2 separate regions of the Arabidopsis thaliana genome follow, and region 1 is linked to region 2. A link is a contact called in public capture Hi-C data. All regions are on one chromosome and are shown on one strand. Each heading gives the region's core, a stretch centred on a gene start, on an enhancer-like site or on the middle of the called end of the contact. The rest is flanking DNA. Distances are from core to core; before and after follow the strand shown. Region 1 holds the start of AT4G03090 (sequence-specific DNA binding transcription factor ATNDX). Region 2 holds the start of PSAD-1 (photosystem I subunit D-1).

What was found. Capture Hi-C pulls out chosen DNA fragments and counts their contacts.
Region 1: a contact with region 2 is called in a capture Hi-C map of root, with 2.4 times the contacts expected there. The contact joins the promoter of AT4G03090 here to the promoter of PSAD-1 in region 2. A contact is called at or near these places in 1 of 26 Hi-C or Micro-C datasets (root) and 1 of 3 other capture datasets (root).

What each region holds. Positions count from the first base shown.
Region 1 is chr4:1,370,058-1,373,821 of TAIR10.1, reverse strand. It overlaps AT4G03090 (sequence-specific DNA binding transcription factor ATNDX), which reads left to right and starts at 2,265. Exons shown (of 16, transcript NM_001340421.1): 1 at 2,265-2,346; 2 at 2,903-3,028; 3 at 3,109-3,264; 4 at 3,369-3,452; 5 at 3,535-3,663. The coding sequence starts at 2,302.
Region 2 is chr4:1,228,705-1,232,841 of TAIR10.1, reverse strand. PSAD-1 (photosystem I subunit D-1) reads left to right here and starts at 2,678. Exons shown (of 1, transcript NM_116511.4): 1 at 2,678-3,811. The coding sequence starts at 2,969. The coding sequence ends at 3,595. It overlaps AT4G02760 (RNI-like superfamily protein), which reads left to right and starts at 3,828. Exons shown (of 15, transcript NM_001340403.1): 1 at 3,828-4,137.

The DNA.
Region 1 (3,764 bases), core at 1,016-3,515, 140 kb before region 2:
CTTCCGATAAGGATTATCGTCTAGCAACTACTAGTTCTTTCCGGTGTTGGCCAAGTTTTGTCCGACATCATTTGGCTTTCATAGTGATGATGCTCGGCTATGCCGTCAGCGCTCTTTTGCTGCTTTTTGTTTTTTCATAAATTAGTTTTGTTTTCAATAATTCTCATTTGAGATGTGTTGGTGATAATGATAGAGCGATTTTCGCTTCTGTTACTTATTATCCAACCTGTTTTTCTTTTTGAGTTTAGAAGTGCAGGAATCAAATCAGAGATTTGAGTTGAAGAACAAAAGTGATTTCCGTCGCATATTAACATTGCCTTGAGCTGTTGTTTCTCTAATTGGAGCTTTGATTGTTTTAACCGGTGAAAACCCATAAGTTTTCATGTTTGATTTGTTAATCGACGTCGAATCTTCACCAGAATCGATGTTTGACGGCAAAGGATGAAGTCGGGAAAACTTTGGATTCTCATCCAATACGTGTATTGGTTTCTCTACAATAGAAGACACGTGGCTTTGGATAGAGACAAAAGATAATACATTTCTTCTTCCATGTTGGTTTCTCTGATGGGCTTTAGTTGGGCCTAATATATTTCTGTAGCTTTTGTGTTATAGGGCATTCTATAGCCCAATGTAATATTTATCTTGCTCAATAAAATTATCCCTCTTGTGAAAAAAATAAAAAAAATTCACTTTTTAGATTATTTGTGATCTATCATTAAAGTTAGTATACAGATATTTTCATTTCATTTTAAAAAATATTTTCAGTTTTTATTTTGTTAAACATATTTGAAATTTTTATTCACAACTAAAACTAAGAAAGTTTTTTTTTTTTGTTGATACTAATTCTTTTTATTATTATACTAATAAACTTATTTTTCTTTTTCATATAAAATAATAATAATAAACCAAAATATTTGTTTTTTGTAATGTATTATTGGGACAAAATTTCATTTGCAATGTAAAGACCAATTAGATCACAGTACGTGTGTATATTTGTTTTTCCTTTTTTACCCTTTATGAGCATAGTTAACCAAATTTTGTTATTAACAAACCGGTTTAGCATACATAAAAAAAAGTTTAAGTCCTCCGCCGCTAGGGTTCTTGTGCGATGAAGCCGTCTCCGAGAAATTTGTTACATGTGCGTCAATTTCTTTTCAGTTTAGATTGAACTAAACCTATTTTACTTTATTAGATCTAGGGATACGAAAGATATGGTTTTGATTTTTAACGATTTTATCATTTTCTTCCATGTTCGGTTTCTCTGATGGGCTTTAGTTGGGCATAATATATTTCTGTAGCTTTTGTGTTATGGGGCATTCCATAGCCCAATGTAATATTTATCTTGCTCAATTAAATTATCCCTCTTGTGAAAAGAAAAAAAAAATTCACTTTTTAAATTATTTGTGATCTATCATTAAGGTTAGTATACAGATATTTTCATTTCATTTTAAAAAATATTTTCAGTTTTTATTTTGTTAAACATATTTGAAATTTTTATTCACAACAAAAACTAAGAAAGTTTTTTTTTTTTGTTGATACTAATTCTTTTTATTATTATAATAATAAAATTATTTTTCTTTTTCATATAAAATAATAACAATAAACCAAAATTTTATTTTTTTTGTAATGTATTGTTGGGATAAATTTCATTTGCAATGTAAAGACCAATTAGATTACGATACGTGTGTATATTTGTTTTTTCCTTTTTTACCTTTAATGAGCATAGTTAACCAAATTTTGTTATTAACAAACCGGTTTAGCATACATAAAAAGGTGAAGTCCTCCGCCGCTAGGGTTCTTGTGCGATGAAGCCGTCTCCGAGAAATTTGTTACAGGTGCGTCAATTTCTTTTCAGTTTAGATTGAACTACAACTATTTTACTCTATTAGATCTACGGATACGAAATATATGTTTTTGATTTTTAACGATTTTATCATTTTCTTACATCAATAGTGGAAAAATGAGTCAGACGTTAAGAATTTTTCCGTCGCAAACTTTTCTTCGAAATTCAAATCATGTGATGGAAAACATATCTTTAGATTATCAAAGCTACATATATTTGTCATGGATCTCAAATTTAAATCACTAAATTACAATAGATTTTCAAATTTATGTGGTTGTTAATCAGCTGTGGAAGTTTATTAAGTGTTCTAATCAGAACTATAATGGTTGAAATTGGTATGCAATATCTATTATTCATACTTTTGTTTCTAGATCCCATCTAACAAGAAACAATCTATTGATCGAAGTAAAACTCGATCGATGTCTAGATCGGATAAAGAAGCCTCATCATCAAACTATATGTCTGAAACAATTACGCCATCAACGTCAAAACATATATCTGAAGTAAGTATTTTCTTCTAAATGCTCAATGGTTTACTATTTTGATAGTTCTAGTTGATCAATTGGTGAAATAAATCTTCATGAGTTTTAAAGTGACTGTTCGTTTTGCTGTACTCAATTTGGGCTTTAAAAAAAGAAGTAAAAGCTATGTTGGGCTTTAATTAAACGATTTAGACCCAAAGAAAAGAGGTCACGTGTACTCTCACGTGATTGTCTTCATCGTTTCAACAACATTTGGAAATAAAATGTTAGGGTTTGAAATTGGTCGCTGGAATCAAATAATCCGATAAGCCATAGCTGAGTTTTCCCTTCTACTACAAAGAGCGAGGCTCAGTGTCAATATATTTAGAAATTAACCTCATTCTTTTTACTCATTTACCGTTATGCCACCATACCCTGAAGTAGATTTCACTGCTTTTGATTTTCGTATCTTCTTCTCTGTCACATAACCTAACACTATAACTCACGGCGAGACAAAATTCTAGTCGCTCTTCATTCACCGGAAACTAGATTCAGTCACTGTTGCATATTAGTGACAGTCATGGTTCGATTGTTGCAGCCTAAACACATGGTACAAGCTGTGAACGCTTTGCATTGGCGAAACTCTGTGGAATTTCATAAGCTGCTTAAAGATAATGGAGATTTCTCTATTTGCTTTAACTCTGAGCAAGTGTTACCACAAAAGGTGCATTTTTAAACTTGATTTGCTTTTTCAGTTTTTTGCTATTCATTTGTAGTAAGTACTGATGTTTAGGTTTCTTTCAGATTAGTGTTGAGAAGATGGTGAAAATGTTACCTCGGCACCTCATTGCGGTGGTTATGACTCCTAATAAAGATGGAAAGTCTCGTTATATACTGTGTGGGATCAGACTGTTGCAGACGTTGTGTGACTTAACACCTCGTAATGCTAAACTCGAGCAGGTTGTTCCATCTTCATATGTGGTTTTGAGCTTTTAAAGAATTGGACTTTATGCCTCCATGGAACATAATGTTTGATTCTTTTTTTTGTTTGCATATTGTGATAGGTCTTGCTTGACGATGTGAAATTATCAGCACAGATGATTGATCTGGTGATCCTTGTGATAATAGCTCTTGGCCGTAACAGAAAGGTTCTTTTCTGTAGAATCCTTTTTTTGTCTCTTCCTGTTTCTTTTTAGAGCTGTATAATTCATGTCCGTTGCTTGTTTCCAGGAAAGCTGTAATTCGAATAAAGAATCGTTACTAGAGGCTACATTGGTGGCTTCTTGTCTCCACCTGTTTCACGGGTTTATCTCTCCTAACTCCCAAGATCTTGTTCTCGTCTTGCTTGCACACCCAAGGGTATGAAACTATGACCTTATCATAATGTGTTTGAAATGCCAATGTGAGGAAAATATATTAAGAAAATTACGCTTATGCTTTGGGATCTGGGTTTCTGCTGC
Region 2 (4,137 bases), core at 1,429-3,928:
CAAACATCACAAATGTAACGCCCCGGCCATCTCTATCAGCGGGCTTCACATCCTTTCACGGACCCATGGATCCATCCCTGCCAATGGTCGGTCCACTATGTCTGGAAGGCTTTAAATACTTGTTTACCGACCTTATAAATTACCAGATATTCTTTCTCCATGTTTTGTCCTCATTCGCACAGTTCCGACAATTACTTCCTAGAAGGTCACTCATTCTGAAATTACTCCACAACCCAATCACTCTTAATTGTAAAGTTTTCTTAGGATGTTTGACCAACAAGGTAAGTGCATTTTGGTGGCATAAGTGACCAAATCAATTCTTTTAAACCTCTTTGTATGCATCACCATATTCCTGAAACCGGAGTGTTACAACAAATTTGCGGTCACACCATTGAAATATCATGCACTCATGCATACCCCAATTTTTTTTGTTTTTTGAAACAGTTTGGTGCATTAATCTAAAGGTAGCAAATAGTACAAGCCTATGTCCTAGATATCATAGAGTAGTTTTTTATAAAAGTACATGATAGTAGGTGATTACATTGAAGTAAGCAATCAACAAGAGAAGGGAAGAGGAGTATGTGTAGATTTAAAGCTTTTTTTTGCCTCGTCCACGGTCCACCTCTTCCTCGTCGCCCTTTGTTACCACGACTGCCTTGGACAGTAGTAAAATGCATGCCTTGGACAGTAGTAAAATGCATGCCTCGAAGAGTTCTCTGGATTGACACTCTTATACCATTTTACATATTCGTAGCCTTGAGTATTAAGTTGACGATCCAAGTGTTATTGTCTTGTAGAAATGAAGCACGTCTTGTAGTTGTCTTTAAACGTAAACCAAAATATGAGTTTCGGGACCACGTTGATTGTTTTGAGCATTGCTTAGAATCGTGTTTGAAGAATAATCACCACATTAACCTATTCTAACTCAATACATCCACCTTTAGGTGTTGGATCCAAAAGTCACTAAGTTTTGGTCAAGACTTCTAATGCCTTCAAAACGCTTTCTAAGGGACACATAAGAGAAGATAGTTACTGCTAGAACTTTTTTTTTTTGAAAAACCATAAGTTCCCGCCAATACCGTTTTAGGACTTCAAACATTCAAGGGTAGGCTGATTTTATAGCCATAAACTAAATGCATTCTCAGCTTTTCCCCCCACACTTTTTGCCTCTTAAATTTCCACCATAAACTTTGATAATTCTTTAAATTACAACATGTACTTTTGGATTCATCCTTAAACATACATTTCCAATTGAATCGGTCATTAAACCGGAATTAACCACAAATTCGCGTTTACTGTACCGCGATTGCGATTTACCCGATTAATCACCTATATCCGTTAAGAAAAGGGTTGACTGATTTTATAGCCATAAACTAATTGCATTCTCAGCTTTCTCCCCCACACTTTTTATTCCTGAAATTTCTACCATAAACTTTGATAATTCTTAAAATTGCAACATGTACTTTCAGATTCATCCTTAAAAATATGATTCCAATTGAACCGGTCATTAAATCGAGATTAACCACAAATCCGCGTTTATTATACCGCTATTGTGATTTACCCGACTAATCCCACTCACACAAAAAAGCAATCTATGTGATCAATGAGAGTAGTTCTAGTTCTTTATTGATTTAGATTGTCATTGGAACAATCTTCAACCTTTTTTGTCTATCTTGGATGATGTATTTTCGGAAAATGATTCTCTTTAAGATGATATTATTTAGGTTGACTGATTGATTTGGAGTCTTATCTATCCTTATGATTAGGAGTTTTATCTAGTTCGATTTGTCATTTTCCTTACCAATTAACACAACACATAACATATATAGATAGATTCACATTATAAAACAAAGACAAAACGACGTCGTTTCTTAACGGGTGTGGGATTAGTTGGGTAAATCACAATCGCGGTACAGTAAACGCGGATTTGTGGTTAATCTCGGTTTAATGACCGGTTCAATTGGAAACATATTTTTAAGGATGAATCTGAAAGTACATGTTGCAATTTTAAGAATTATCGAAGTTTATGGTGGAAATTTCAGGAGCAAAAAGTGTGGGGGGAAAAGCAGAGAATGCAATTAGTTTATGGCTATAAAATCAGCCAACCCTTTTCTTAACGGATATAAGTGATTAATCGGGTAAATCGCAATCGCGGTACAGTAAACGCGAATTTGTGGTTAATTCCGGTTTAATGACCGGTTCAATTGGAAATGTATGTTTAAGGATGAATCCGAAAGTACATGTTGTAATTTAAAGAATTATCAAAGTTTATGGTGGAAATTTAAGAAACAAAAAGTGTTGAGGAAAAGCTGAAAATGCAATTAGTTTATGGCTATAAAATCAGCCAACCCAACATTCAAACAACTCAATCTTAATCGTTCATCACCATTAATTTCTTCTAAAGTCAATAAGGTTGTCTAAGGGGATGAGCGTGTAAAACCGAAAAAACATAACTAGAATAAGTAAATAATCCAGGTCATACAGTAGATTTGGGATGATAAGTAGTAACCTCGGACGATTAGCTAGAATTCTGGGAAACCATCTATGAGCGGTACCCAATTGAACAAGGCCTATGTAGTAAGATTCTAGAAAAAGCTAATTTTGATTCAGGCCCAAGTTTCAATCTTCTAAGCTCAAAGCCCAACACATATAGATGATCAATCCAAATGATTTGGTCCTCTAATGGTCAATGATGTTCTAGATTATCAGGCCTTAATTTGAATTGATATTGAAAAAGAAAAAGAAAAAAAGAAAAGAAAGAATCAGAACAAAGGAGGCAAAACGACGTCAGATAATATCAGAATAAGATGGGTAAGAGAAAAATCTAATGGTTGAATCCTATTGGTTACCTTATCCACTTAATCCAACAAACTCTAGCTTCTCATTTCGCAATATTATCTCTTTTCTCTTCTCATCAAAACATACCAATAAGCAATTTGCTCATTAGAGAACAGAGAAAAAAAAAACAATGGCAACTCAAGCCGCCGGGATCTTCAACTCCGCCATAACAACCGCCGCAACCTCCGGCGTCAAGAAACTCCACTTTTTCTCAACAACCCACCGTCCCAAATCCCTCTCCTTCACCAAAACCGCAATCCGCGCCGAGAAAACAGATTCCTCCGCCGCCGCTGCTGCAGCCCCCGCCACGAAAGAAGCTCCCGTGGGATTCACGCCACCGCAGCTAGACCCAAACACACCGTCTCCGATCTTCGCTGGAAGCACCGGTGGTCTTCTACGTAAAGCGCAAGTGGAAGAGTTCTACGTTATCACGTGGAACTCACCGAAAGAACAGATCTTTGAGATGCCGACAGGAGGAGCAGCGATCATGAGAGAAGGTCCGAATCTTCTGAAGCTAGCGAGGAAAGAGCAGTGTTTAGCTTTGGGGACAAGGCTTAGATCCAAGTACAAGATCACTTACCAGTTTTACAGAGTGTTTCCTAACGGTGAGGTTCAATATCTTCATCCTAAAGATGGTGTTTATCCAGAGAAGGCGAATCCAGGAAGAGAAGGTGTTGGTCTCAACATGAGATCTATTGGGAAAAATGTTAGTCCCATTGAAGTTAAGTTTACTGGCAAACAAAGTTATGATTTGTAAGATCTGTAAACTAAAAAAACCAAAAACTATGTGCATGTGGTGATGATTATGACTATGTTTCATGTTAATTTTTAATGGATTTTGTTTTGATAATTTGTTGTTCCATTTGGTTTAATGGATCTTTTATGGGCCTAAACTATAACGTAATTTTGGAAGGCATATGTTGGGCTTTAATGGGCCGGTTGAGTAGAAAAAGGAAAGTTAAAATCATTATCGTAGCCCAACGGTTCAATTTCAAACGGTCGGGTTTAAAGGATTCGGATCTTATATTCGCCGATCGTCTCTGCCTCTTTCGCAGAAGCACACTTGATCGAACGATGGCCACGAAAGAGGACTGACAGTTTCGTTTCCCAGTCTCCGATCCAAAACCATAGTGAGGTTCCGATTGTTCTTGTAATTAACGTTTATTACATCGCCCTGATTATCTGAGTGTTCCTTCACGCGACGGAGATAATTCAACTCAGGATCGTCTTATTGGTTGATCGTATCCACTAATTCGGCTCACGTCTTCTCGATTTTGGCAACGGTGCTGTGGAATCGCG